Linked DNA regions of Anser cygnoides: region 1 is linked to region 2. Evidence: chromatin contacts called from public Hi-C data. All regions are on one chromosome and are shown on one strand. The core of a region is the stretch at or near the end of the contact, and the rest is flanking DNA. Distances in the headings are between cores, read along the strand shown.

Evidence for each region. A called contact is a pair of places that touch in the nucleus more often than the background predicts.
Region 1: a contact with region 2 is called in a Hi-C map of liver, with 1.8 times the contacts expected there. The contact joins the promoter of IVNS1ABP here to the enhancer-like site in region 2. A contact is called at or near these places in 2 of 7 Hi-C or Micro-C datasets (both in liver).

What each region holds. Positions count from the first base shown.
Region 1 is chr8:16,580,633-16,585,847 of Taihu_goose_T2T_genome, reverse strand. It overlaps IVNS1ABP (influenza virus NS1A binding protein), which reads right to left and starts at 3,341. Exons shown (of 15, transcript XM_048059236.2): 1 at 3,127-3,341. LOC106034011 (a long non-coding RNA gene) reads left to right here and starts at 3,513. Exons shown (of 4, transcript XR_007161558.2): 1 at 3,513-5,055.
Region 2 is chr8:16,528,904-16,534,371 of Taihu_goose_T2T_genome, reverse strand. No RefSeq gene overlaps it. Among named protein-coding and RNA genes, the nearest start is that of IVNS1ABP, 51 kb to the left of the region's middle. Within about 2 kb of position 3,366, at least 3 of the 3 cell types and tissues checked have open chromatin away from gene starts, as enhancers often do. A contact at or near this core is called in liver, where this site is marked.

The DNA.
Region 1 (5,215 bases), core at 2,092-4,591, 52 kb before region 2:
GAAGCGAATGATCTGGGTTTGCATTGTAGTTTTTGCCTTAAGGATTCTGACTGGTGCTGAGCCTGGAGGCATCACCCCGCAGCCAAGAGCCAGCTCGAGGGCGCTAAGCACTCCCGTCGTGCTGCTGCAGCTGGGCAGAGGAACACCACGACTCAGGTGCCTGCTTCTCGCTCGACTGAAACGTCACTGGGTTCCCGTAGCTGCAGTGCCCGAACACTTACCCACATGCACAGGCTGAGATCTCCATTTCCAGTGGTATATCTTCTTATGGAAGATTCACAGCTCAGATAAAATTTTCCACGATAAGTTCACTGCACTTAGCTGACTCCCAGAAGAGAAATTTTCTCCTCTTAAATTCATCTTGTCATTTCACTGCATATACACTTTAAGGTGCATTTTCGAAGAAGACTCATTTAAATAACAATGTCTTCTCATCTTTCACTACGCTCTCCTCTTACACCTATCTTGCAATGCAAACACTACTGAAATATGATTAGGTCAGGCAGTTAGAAGAGCCATTAAATGTCGTAATACATTTTACATTGTTGGTTGTGTTTAGTACTTACAATCCCCTCACGCAGAAAACATTCCAACATCAAAAATATTTTTAAAAGCCATTAAAAAAAACCTGCATTAAGATTACTGTTGAATTTCTCTGAGGTCTTAAACCCGTTGCCATGACCTAGGACTGTCCTCTACAGAGCCACTTCTGGGGACAGCACGTGCTGCAGCCTTGGGTGAGGTACCAGGCTGGCAGGTCCCAGCGCTGAGGCTGCCCACGACCAAACGCCACACGTGCTATTTATTTTTCCTCCCAGCTGAGAACTTGGGTCTAGTCCGGTGGTACTTCCACGTGCAGTACTTCAGTAAAAAATTAAAGTCGATGCTTTATGCCAATTTTGCACAAGATTTTTACCATATTAAGGAATTACCTCTTCAACTCAATGCTAAACCATTGATTTTTCAGTTAATGTTTTAGCTTAGGAGATACTTTTAAAACTTTTGATTACAAGTTGATACCTGTTGATAGAATGATTGACACTTGTTGATACAGTGGAACATAAATGGAATTTAACACCACATTTGGTGTTCCTAAATGTTTTCTGCTTGCTGAGGGCTTTCCTGCTTTTCACAGCCTAGTTTAGAAGAAATGTAGGTCAGACCTATAAGTACTTGCAGTCCCTTACCCATATCATAATATAATATATTTTCATGTCTGGGTTTGCATTTGGGTAAAATACTATGGGCTAAAACATATACCAACATAATTTGCACCACTGAACAGACTCAACTTCTTCACACCAGTGATTTAATACAAGTAAAGACTCATAGATTATGTATCAACGTTGGTTTGCATATTTACTTTTTGGTTATTTTCCACTACACATTTAGTCTGGTTGGTAAATAACCTGTAAATGTAATAACCTGTAACCTTGTGTTTTGCTGCAAATCAACCCACGCCATGCCCCATGTCCCCACAGTGAGGAGAAAGGGATAGGGCATTTGCTACCACCAGTTAAGGACTGAAGGGAAAGGAGAAAGTACTATGGACGTTTTCCAACACCTTTTACATGTAGTCCAAGAAAATGCAATACTTGGACTGCATTACAGAGAGCAAGGCTACAGAGCTCTGTATACAAAAACGTGTCCTTGAAGACCTAGAAAAATTTACAAGAAGCAGATTTTGTGCTAGAATGTTACTGCTCCTTCGACTACAACTCAGCTGCAACACACCAGCTGCCCAGTTAGGACTCATTTCCAGTGCTTTTCCGCCATGCTTCTGACATGCTCTCTTTCACTGTCTCATGTTCCTTTTTCCATACCGGTTCTGCACTTCCTCTTCTCCTTTTCCACCTCGTTAAAACTTTTTTGTTGTTGTTTTCATTGTCTTTGTCTACTTTCTGCCTCATACATAGTCTCTTAAAACCTGAACATTTCTCTCCCACCCCCCACCCCCATGGATTTCTACTAACACACTTCCTACAGTTCTTCAAACGTTTATCACACAACCAGCAAACTGTTTGGGTTTGTTTGTTTGTTGTCTCATCCCTCCCAGCTGGGCAGTTTTTGCCTTTAACACTCCCCACTTCTTAAACACTCAAACTGAGGAAAGAAATTATACCTATTTACAGTAGCTAAAGTACCATTTCCTAATTGGCATGTATTTGCTGACTGCTGCATCCTGTCTGTGCTCCAGGAGCTGGGTTTGTGGTGACAAAATCCACCTTCTAAAATTAAACCGATCTCACCATCGCAGCGGTACATCCTGCTTAGTTCCTTACTTTGTAGATCCCTGACGGAAAAGAATAAATGTGATGTCTACACACCCATCACTGAAGAAAAAAAAAAAATTCCCCTTCACAAACTGTGACGAATACGGAGAGAGTGATATGATACTGAATTTCCACTAGTCTGTCACCACTCGGCCTTGCTATCCTTCTTCCTTCGTAAGTAACTCGGATGCCTCGCCTCTCACTTTGTCAACATTTTTTCACCCTTCACAGAACTGCAACCAATTCGCTTTTTATGTTTCTGGGAGTCTTGGGAGCAGCAGTGAAACTGCCGAGGCCGGGGTGTTCTCCGTCGTGAAAAGCCTCTGAGGCGTTCCGAGAGGCCGCCGGCCAGGCGGGCTTGCAGGCACACAGCCCTGCCGTGGCTCTCCCCCTCCCCTCCAGCGTTAACGCCCAGAGGGCCTCTGATTTATCGCCGGCCTCCAGCAGCACCGACGGGCCCGCAGCCCGCTCCCAGAAGCGATGCGGGTGTCGGGGGGGCCGTGCCCGTGCCAGCACCCCTCCCTCGGCCCTCGGCCCCCGGCCGCGACCCGCCGCGCGCCAGGCCCGGCCCCGGGCGCTCTCCTCGGGCGGCCGGGCTGAGGCTGAGGCGCGGGCCGGCGGCCTGACCTTGGGGCGCCGCCTGAGGGCGGATCACGCCTCTTCTCCTCGGCGCAACTTCGGGATTTGAGAAACGTTTCGAAAAAAGCAGAACGCCCCGGCCCCGGCCCCGGCCCCGGCCCCGCGCGAGAGGCGCAGGGCTCCGCTCGCCCTGCCGGTCCGACGGCGCTGCCCGCCCCGCCCGCCGCCATGCCCCGCGCCGGGAACAAAGAGCCGCGGCCCCCCGCCGCCCCACCTGGTGCCTCTGAGCGCAGACGACGCCGTTCATATTGGGAGGCTCCAGGCTGCGGGGGAAGCCGAGGCGGAGACGCAGCCCCAGCCAGCCGGGAAGAGGGAGCGGAGCGAGGCGGCGGCGGAGGGACGGAGGGAGAAAGCGAGGGAGAAGGCAGGAGGCAGGCGGAGCGGAGCGGGAGCGCGGGCACAGCGCCGAGGACCCGCCGCCGGAGCAGGAAGAGCCCGCGGCGCCCTCCGCCTCCTGCGGGGCGGGCGGGAGGCGGCGCTGGGGCGGGCGGCATCGCGCCCTCCCGGCCTCCGCCCTCCTTCCTGCCCTCCATCCCTCCGTCCTTCCCAGCCTCCCGAGGGGGTTAGGGCGAGGTGGCCGGCGGGAGGACGGGGGCGCTGCCGCCGCCCGAGGGGAGCGGGAGCCGGTGGCGGCCGGCGGGCCGTGAGGGGAGGCGGGAGGCGGGAGGCGGGAGGCCTTCCCCCCGCCAAGCGCCCCCGGGCCTGGGAGAGCGCCGGGCACGCAGGGGAAGGGGAAGGGGAAGGAGGCGGCGGCGTGAGAGAAGGCAGAGGCTGGCCCTGGGCCGTGTCTGAGCGGATGCCCTCGCGCCCTTACTGGTAGCTCTTAGCTCAAGCACGCCCAGCTCGATGATTTTGTTTCTCACACCTAGTCACGCCTTTCCTCCCCAGCTATGGTGGCCTCCCTTCACCTGGGCCTGTAGCTGAGGACAGCCAGATACGTGGACAGGCATAACCCGAGGGCAGCTGGCGCAGTGCCGGACGCTCCCCGTGGCAGCCTGCCCTGTGTGGCAGCCGGCTCTGGCCTCAGCCTCTGTGAGCCGCTCGGATAAAGGCGTTTTCCCATCCGAATGTGAAATATGCCCCTGCTTTTCGAGATAAATCATATCTTCCTAGGCAAAGGAGTTTTCAAACATCGCTGCTGATAAATGAGGGGTGTTTGAAGTCTTGTCTGTTTATTATGTGTTTGCATGGGAGATAGCGTAATGGGTTTCTGATTCATGGCTGGAGCCCTGAGTGCTACTGCAATATCATAATAAATAAAACATGTAGTTGGATGAAGTCTGAGGTTCCTTGCTTATTTCCTAATTTAAAGCATCAAGGTCACCTGGAAGGCAGTGGTATGGCTTCCAGGCTTCCCCACACTATTTCCCCCTGTACTTTCTCGTGATTCTGAGGCCACCTTGTTCAGAAACTAGGGAATTTATAGGAGGTTATGTTAGATGCAGCTTCAGAATCTAAGCTGTCAAATATATAAGACATATATGATAATATTTCCCCATTTACCTAATATTCTTCAAGAGTCTCAGTAGAAAAGCATATTTTGAAACACTGGAGTTGGATGGTTATGAGGTTACAAGAAGAAAGCGCTTCAGTGTGCTGAAAGTAATTGTCTTGTCTACTGAGAGGTGAACAGAGGCATTAAGCCACAGGTACAGTGCTCAGGGGTACATATCTAACCACTCTCTGGAAATGTGTGTGGTAACGCAGCACCCATGCTGGGCCCTCTTTCCAGATTCTCATGCTGCCTGCAGCAAACAGAAATGTCTTGGCTTCTCACCTCTCTCTGATATATTTCCAGTCCCTGTTCCTTTCAATTTTTAAATTACTAGCCACACCTCAGTGCCTACCTTCCCACTCTTCGCTTTCTTTTTGAAGGAAGCTTATTAAGGACATGCTAATCAAAGGCAGTTGTGGTAAAGCTGGGAAGGAGAGGGAGGTGAAGACAAGGCACAAGTACTGTGATCAAATGAAACAGTTCTGGGGATGTTCCTTAATTAAGTAAATCTCGGTATTACTCAAGCTGCTGTTACAGTATTCTTAGGAAAGGACACGTCTTTATGAATCACCATTAATTTTCATTATCAGCTACTCTTAGTGATGTCAAAGAGCAAGCATAGCATCTTCTTTACAGCACAGTTAACAGGTGGGTATTTCCAGTTCTTTTCACATAGATACTTGTGGCAAAGGAACATGTTTGTGCTTTTTGAGACTGGCTAGACTCTGATCTCGGGCATTGTCTTCTTGGGACCAGTTGCATTATGATCACCCAAACTCACAACCCCAGAAAGGTGCTTCTTGCTTTG
Region 2 (5,468 bases), core at 2,117-4,616:
TCGTGTGTGGTCTCATTCTGAAAGCACCTTTAATAGCAAAAATCGATTTTAAGCAGGAAGGGTGAGAAATGAAAGCCTGACTTGGGATGTGGAGGTGTTGGGCTATTTTGCGTGCTTGTTTATTTTTAATTGAAATCCCATCTGTAATGGGATTATAGTATTTCCCAAGATTTCCTGTGGGCTTTTAAAACGTTGACTTTTTGACGTCACTGAAAATGGGATGCTAGCTTTCTGTGGTTTGTGGAACCTAAGGCTGAATAATTGAGTCTTTAATGAGGCTTATTATTATCTGTCGCTAGTAAGATACATGGTGGAGATGGAAGGGAGAAGGAAGAGACAGAGAAAGAGGAGGAGAGTGCAAGAGAGAAATAGAGAAAAGAAAGAATGAAAGTTAAGAAAGGAAGGAGGTGAGGGGAAAAAAAAAAAAAAAAGTAATTTTGTGCATTTTCTTGCATGTTTAAGACCAGGCAAGGGGAGGAAATCTCTTGGCCAATGCAGTTTAATGCCTTGTAAGGGACTCCAAACAATACTCTTTGAAACAACAGCAAGGTAATAGATCTAAAGATTCAGATTACCTTACTTGACCCGGATGACATAGCTGTTTTGCCAAGAGCTTAGGGATCAAAGGAGAAGCCAGCTGTACAAAGGTCTTCCTGAAAGACCGGAGGGGAGAGGTTGTTGGCTCCAGTGAGATGACACGTACTGATTGAATAAAGTTCCTTGGTAAGCAGGGTGTCACTTTGATTCAAAAAAGATCAGGATTAGTCAGGTTTATGCAGGTGCTTGAAGGAAATGTCACTCACACGGAAGATGCTGTGAGTATGCCTCTTGGTGTTGCATTAATCTTTCTGAGCACTATCTTCATTTTGGTAGGCTAACTCCGTGTTGCAATGATGAAACCCCTGGCTAAATCTGCAAACTCCTTCTGCCTACAACAGTATTTAAATTCCGGCAAACTGTCACAACTATACCACTGACTAAAGCTTATAACCACCTGTGTCATTTGGCCTTCCCCCGGAAAAGTGGAGGTGTGGGCTTCTGACTTCAGAGCCCTCAATGTCTAGTTTGATTTCAAGAGGTCATTTTGTGTGCATGGAGGAAGCTGTTGCACCGAGGAAGCTGCAGCAAAGAAATGGAGGCCAGCAGAAGGAATCACAGATCAAATGCTAAGCAGCAATGGTCTGCTGCTATGGAGAAGGTAATATTGTAACAGAGTGTGAAATGAGGAGCGTTATTTGAAGAAGAGTAGTAATGTGTCTACTCTGCTCAGCATTAGTAAGACCTTGACGGGAGAGCTGGGTCCGGCTTTGGATGCTGCTTTTCAGGAGAGGCATGGGCTGATCAGAGAGCATCAGGAGGAAAGCAGAGAGTGTGATCAAAGATCTAATATAATGTAAATATAATTTTTAGGGAAAAAGTAAAACAACCCCAGTTCTTCCAATTTAAAGACAGCCAAAGGAAGGACTGTGGGACATAAATCTGTAAACCCTTAAAAAAACCCTCAGATTGTAGTAAGGGAGATTTTGTTTATTTTTTTGGAAAGCTCTTCTAGCAGTAAGCGTAGTAAAGCCCTGGGGGAAAAATAAATACAGAATACATGGAAATTTGACCACTAGAGGATTTTAAGAATTAGTGTGACAGAAAAATTGAAGTAGTTGTGTTGGTAGAACCGATCCTGTGGGTCAGACAGGGTAGATAAGCTCTTTGGGGTCCTGTTTCTTTTCTTTTTGACCTCCTTTTCAATTTGTTGTGCCAACTTTCAGTTCTTATCCTGTCCTCCAAAGCATCTGCAATTGCGTCGCAAATTTTATAAGCACACTTCCTCTATTCTCACCCAAGTTATTGCATTAAGATATGAGTTCTAGACTCGCCCTAAACGTGATATGGTCCCACTTGCAATACCCTCCAGGTCTGATATTAATCTTTCATTGATGGCTGCATTTGGAGAGGAATTTGTTTCAGCGTGTTGCACATCCATGATTTGGTAGCTATACTCTGGTGGCAGTTCCTTGTGAGAATGTCCTGTGGCAATGTCCCTTTCTACCTCGAGGAAAGAAACCTTTAGCCACTAGAGCACTTGCCCCATCCAGGCAGGAAGGTATACTGCTTTGACAACTTGTTGCCTTATTTTAATTAGCCTGTATTCTTGGTTCACATTTGTTTAAGCATGACTTTTCAAAGGGTTAAAGGTTGGCTGGCTGACACACTACTCAGATTCTCTTTTCACCTTTAAGACAGTGGTATATTTGCTCAACATACTGCAGATCAAATCCTGTTTTAGCAAGCTTAGGTAAACAGCCCATACCTCTGCAAGGACACAGCACATATTGTGTTTTATTGGAGAGGTCCAATCTAGTGATCTGTGTAAAATAAGGGAACAGTTTAGCCCAGCTCTTTGTAGAAAGCACTGCATAAAGCAATTTCCTGGGTGGATGTGAGGCAAGTGTAAGACTGCACTAGTGTTGTAACTACACAGTAGTCATACATACTCCTGCGGCAAAGTGACCAAAACTTGTCCTGTTTTCTTTCTGCTGTAAATATTTAAAAGAGAATATGATTGTTTACAGGTTTGTGGAGTGGATCTGACGCTTTAGAGAGTGCAATCTTGATTCAAACTGAAAACAACATACGAGGAGGAAGGGCAGTTCTAGCTGTCCTCCCGACTGTGGGAAAAATAACCTTTCCAGATGACGGGTCTCTGCCTCCTTGCCCATTTCCCAGGCAGGTAGCCCACTTTGACAGCAGGCTTTCAAGTACTCCTGGCAGGAAGGGGTTGTCTGCTCGGCCTTGTGTAAACAAGATGCAACCATTGTTCCCTGGAAGCTGGCCAGCACGACCCTAAACCAGGCAAAACAGAAATGCCTGCCTTTGAACTTGTACCTTCTATTTCCCAGTACTTTTATGAACTTATTTTTGTGGCCAGGTTGACATCAGGATATGGGTCATTAAAACAAATATATTTCAGGTGGTTAAAAACATCAACACAATGTTAGCACAAGGAGTAGGTTAAGTGTGAACCTGAGGGAACACTCTGTGCAGCTTTGAGAAGGGAAACAGAAATAAACTATTCCCAGAGTAACTCCACAAAACTACTTGTACTATTTACCTATTGTATACAAAACAAGGGGTGGCAGGTAGCACAGTTCAATTAGTGCTAAAGTAAATCCAATTTTATTTAATACTACAGATTATTGCTGTGTTTGGGACACTTTGAAAGTAGCTAAAGTAAATTAAAGTAGCTGGCTAAAAACATGGAATTCAAGATTTCCATCCATCTTGCTGGTTAGCTGTATAAAGGCGCCTTGTATAAACTCCTAGAGAACAAAACAAACCTGCTAGTGGGTTTGAGAAATTTTTCCAATAGACAGGATAAAACATATTTCTGCTCAGTTTTCATTCGAGACAGAAATATTACAGCAGTGTCCAGGAATAGGATGATCTATGATAGCTGCACAAAGAGCAAACTTCTGATTTACTCTGAGGAGTCTGTGTTCATATTTTCCCTTGCCTGTTGTAGATCCTTTTATGCTTGTGTAACTCATTTTAATAACACTTCTTGCTGTAATATGTAGGTGTTTTGATGGTACGGTTTTGGTATGCCCAGATCCTTCTCCCTTTCTGCTCAGAGCTCAATCACGTAAGGACAAACCAGACAAGCTGTATCCCCACAAGGTGCATAGAGTGTCCTTAGGGCCACTCTGTTTTAGCTCCAAGGTTGCTGAAGGAAGCACACTGCAAGTGTTGTGGAAACTTCCTGATGCTCCTGGCCTGGGAGATGGTGCTGCGTATCCCTGCTGCCTGGCATACCCTCTGCCCTGCTTACCGTCCTCCAGTGCTGCACCCTCACTGCATTTCCTCAATGTTCCCTACATCTCAGGATGGTGGGGAGTGAGGATGACTCTCTGCTGAGAGTTTTACGTGTATTGGGTACATCAGTTGATTGCCTGCTTTGACGCTCACAGTAGTTCCCACTGGTATTGAGGATACCATCTGCTGCCAGATGCCTGAAGAGCTAAGCAGCATTTTGGGGGAGTGTGTGGAACTGTACAACTGGGTCCCTGTTTTTTGGAAAGTGAAACCAACTACAGATATGCATCTCTACAGAAAGCACTGGGACAAGAGGTGAGTGCAGGCATGCCTGAAAGACCTCTTAGGAGAAACAGGGACTGAATTCAGCCTGGATCCAGAGGAAATCATGCGAGACACAGCTAGATATACCTGCAACAGAGTGATGACTGTCTGGAGGGAGACTGGACCAGGCTCAGCTAGAAAAGGTAGTTACCATGCATGCCCAGGATGGCTTTCAGTACGGTCAGCTGTTGGCGGAGTATGCTGTTGGCTGAATTTCATATGAAATGCTTCCATGGATCACTGATCTTGTTCTGGAGTGACCTATCAATATGTAAACCAAACCTGGACTGTACTTTGAATGCTCCAGAGGAGGTCACTAAGACTGCAGTTGATTAAAAATTGACTTTTAGAAAACACATAATACGTTATAAGGCCATGTGTATTGGCCAGATAAGGCAGAAAACCAAAACACACGGGGCTTTCAGACTTAGGAAATATATCAATATTTGGGTTTGTTGTTGTTGCTGTTGATTTCATGAACTGAATTGTTGCAAAACATATGAATGTAATCAGGTATATATAGGTTTTTTTTTTTTTTTTACTACATCAGTACAAATCTAAAGCAAACTGAGGATTATAGAGCAAGCCTTAATTTGCAAATGGAACCTTTGGCATGCTGCTTCATTTAGATGTTATACAAATATATTGGTCAGTAGATGAATGTTAACACCACCTTTTGAATTTTTTTCTTCCCTGCTTGCCCTTCTTTGACAGAGTTTGATATAAGAGTTTGAAAACATGCCAGTAGGTACTTCCTGATAGACAGTGGCTTGACAAAAGAAAAAGCCTGGGTGTCAATTTCTTCCGTGTTTGTAAATCGGATGCCTTAAAAGGCTTGTGTCCTGTTGTCTAAATTCCAGTTCATCCTCTCCACCTGCTATTTCCTATTTGCTGGCTCTGAGCCTATTAGGTGCTGATAATGAACAGTAGATTGGTGACTGGAGTGGCAAGCAGGCACAGACAGCTCACAGCTTGATTTCTATCAAGTCACTGATAATCCCAAACTGGTTTCTCTGCAAACTGACTTCTCGGGGTGGAAGTGGCCCCACTGGAACTGTATTTTTTGTAAAAACAGGAGTGAAGTGTTATGGAGCTCACGCTGACTTGGATTCCTTGAGACTGAAAATCGCGCCTGAGGCTGGCAGTAGCTCCCGAAATGGTACTGCTTGGTGGTATTTGTGCATCTACTTTCTGCAGAGACAGATGATAATCTCATTAAAAACCCTGCATTTGCTGTGAAAGGGACAAAGAGATGTGGATGTAGATCTGAATTCAATATCAAAACTACCACTGACTTGAATCATGTTAGGAGCTTTACCTTAACTTCTTAAGATTTG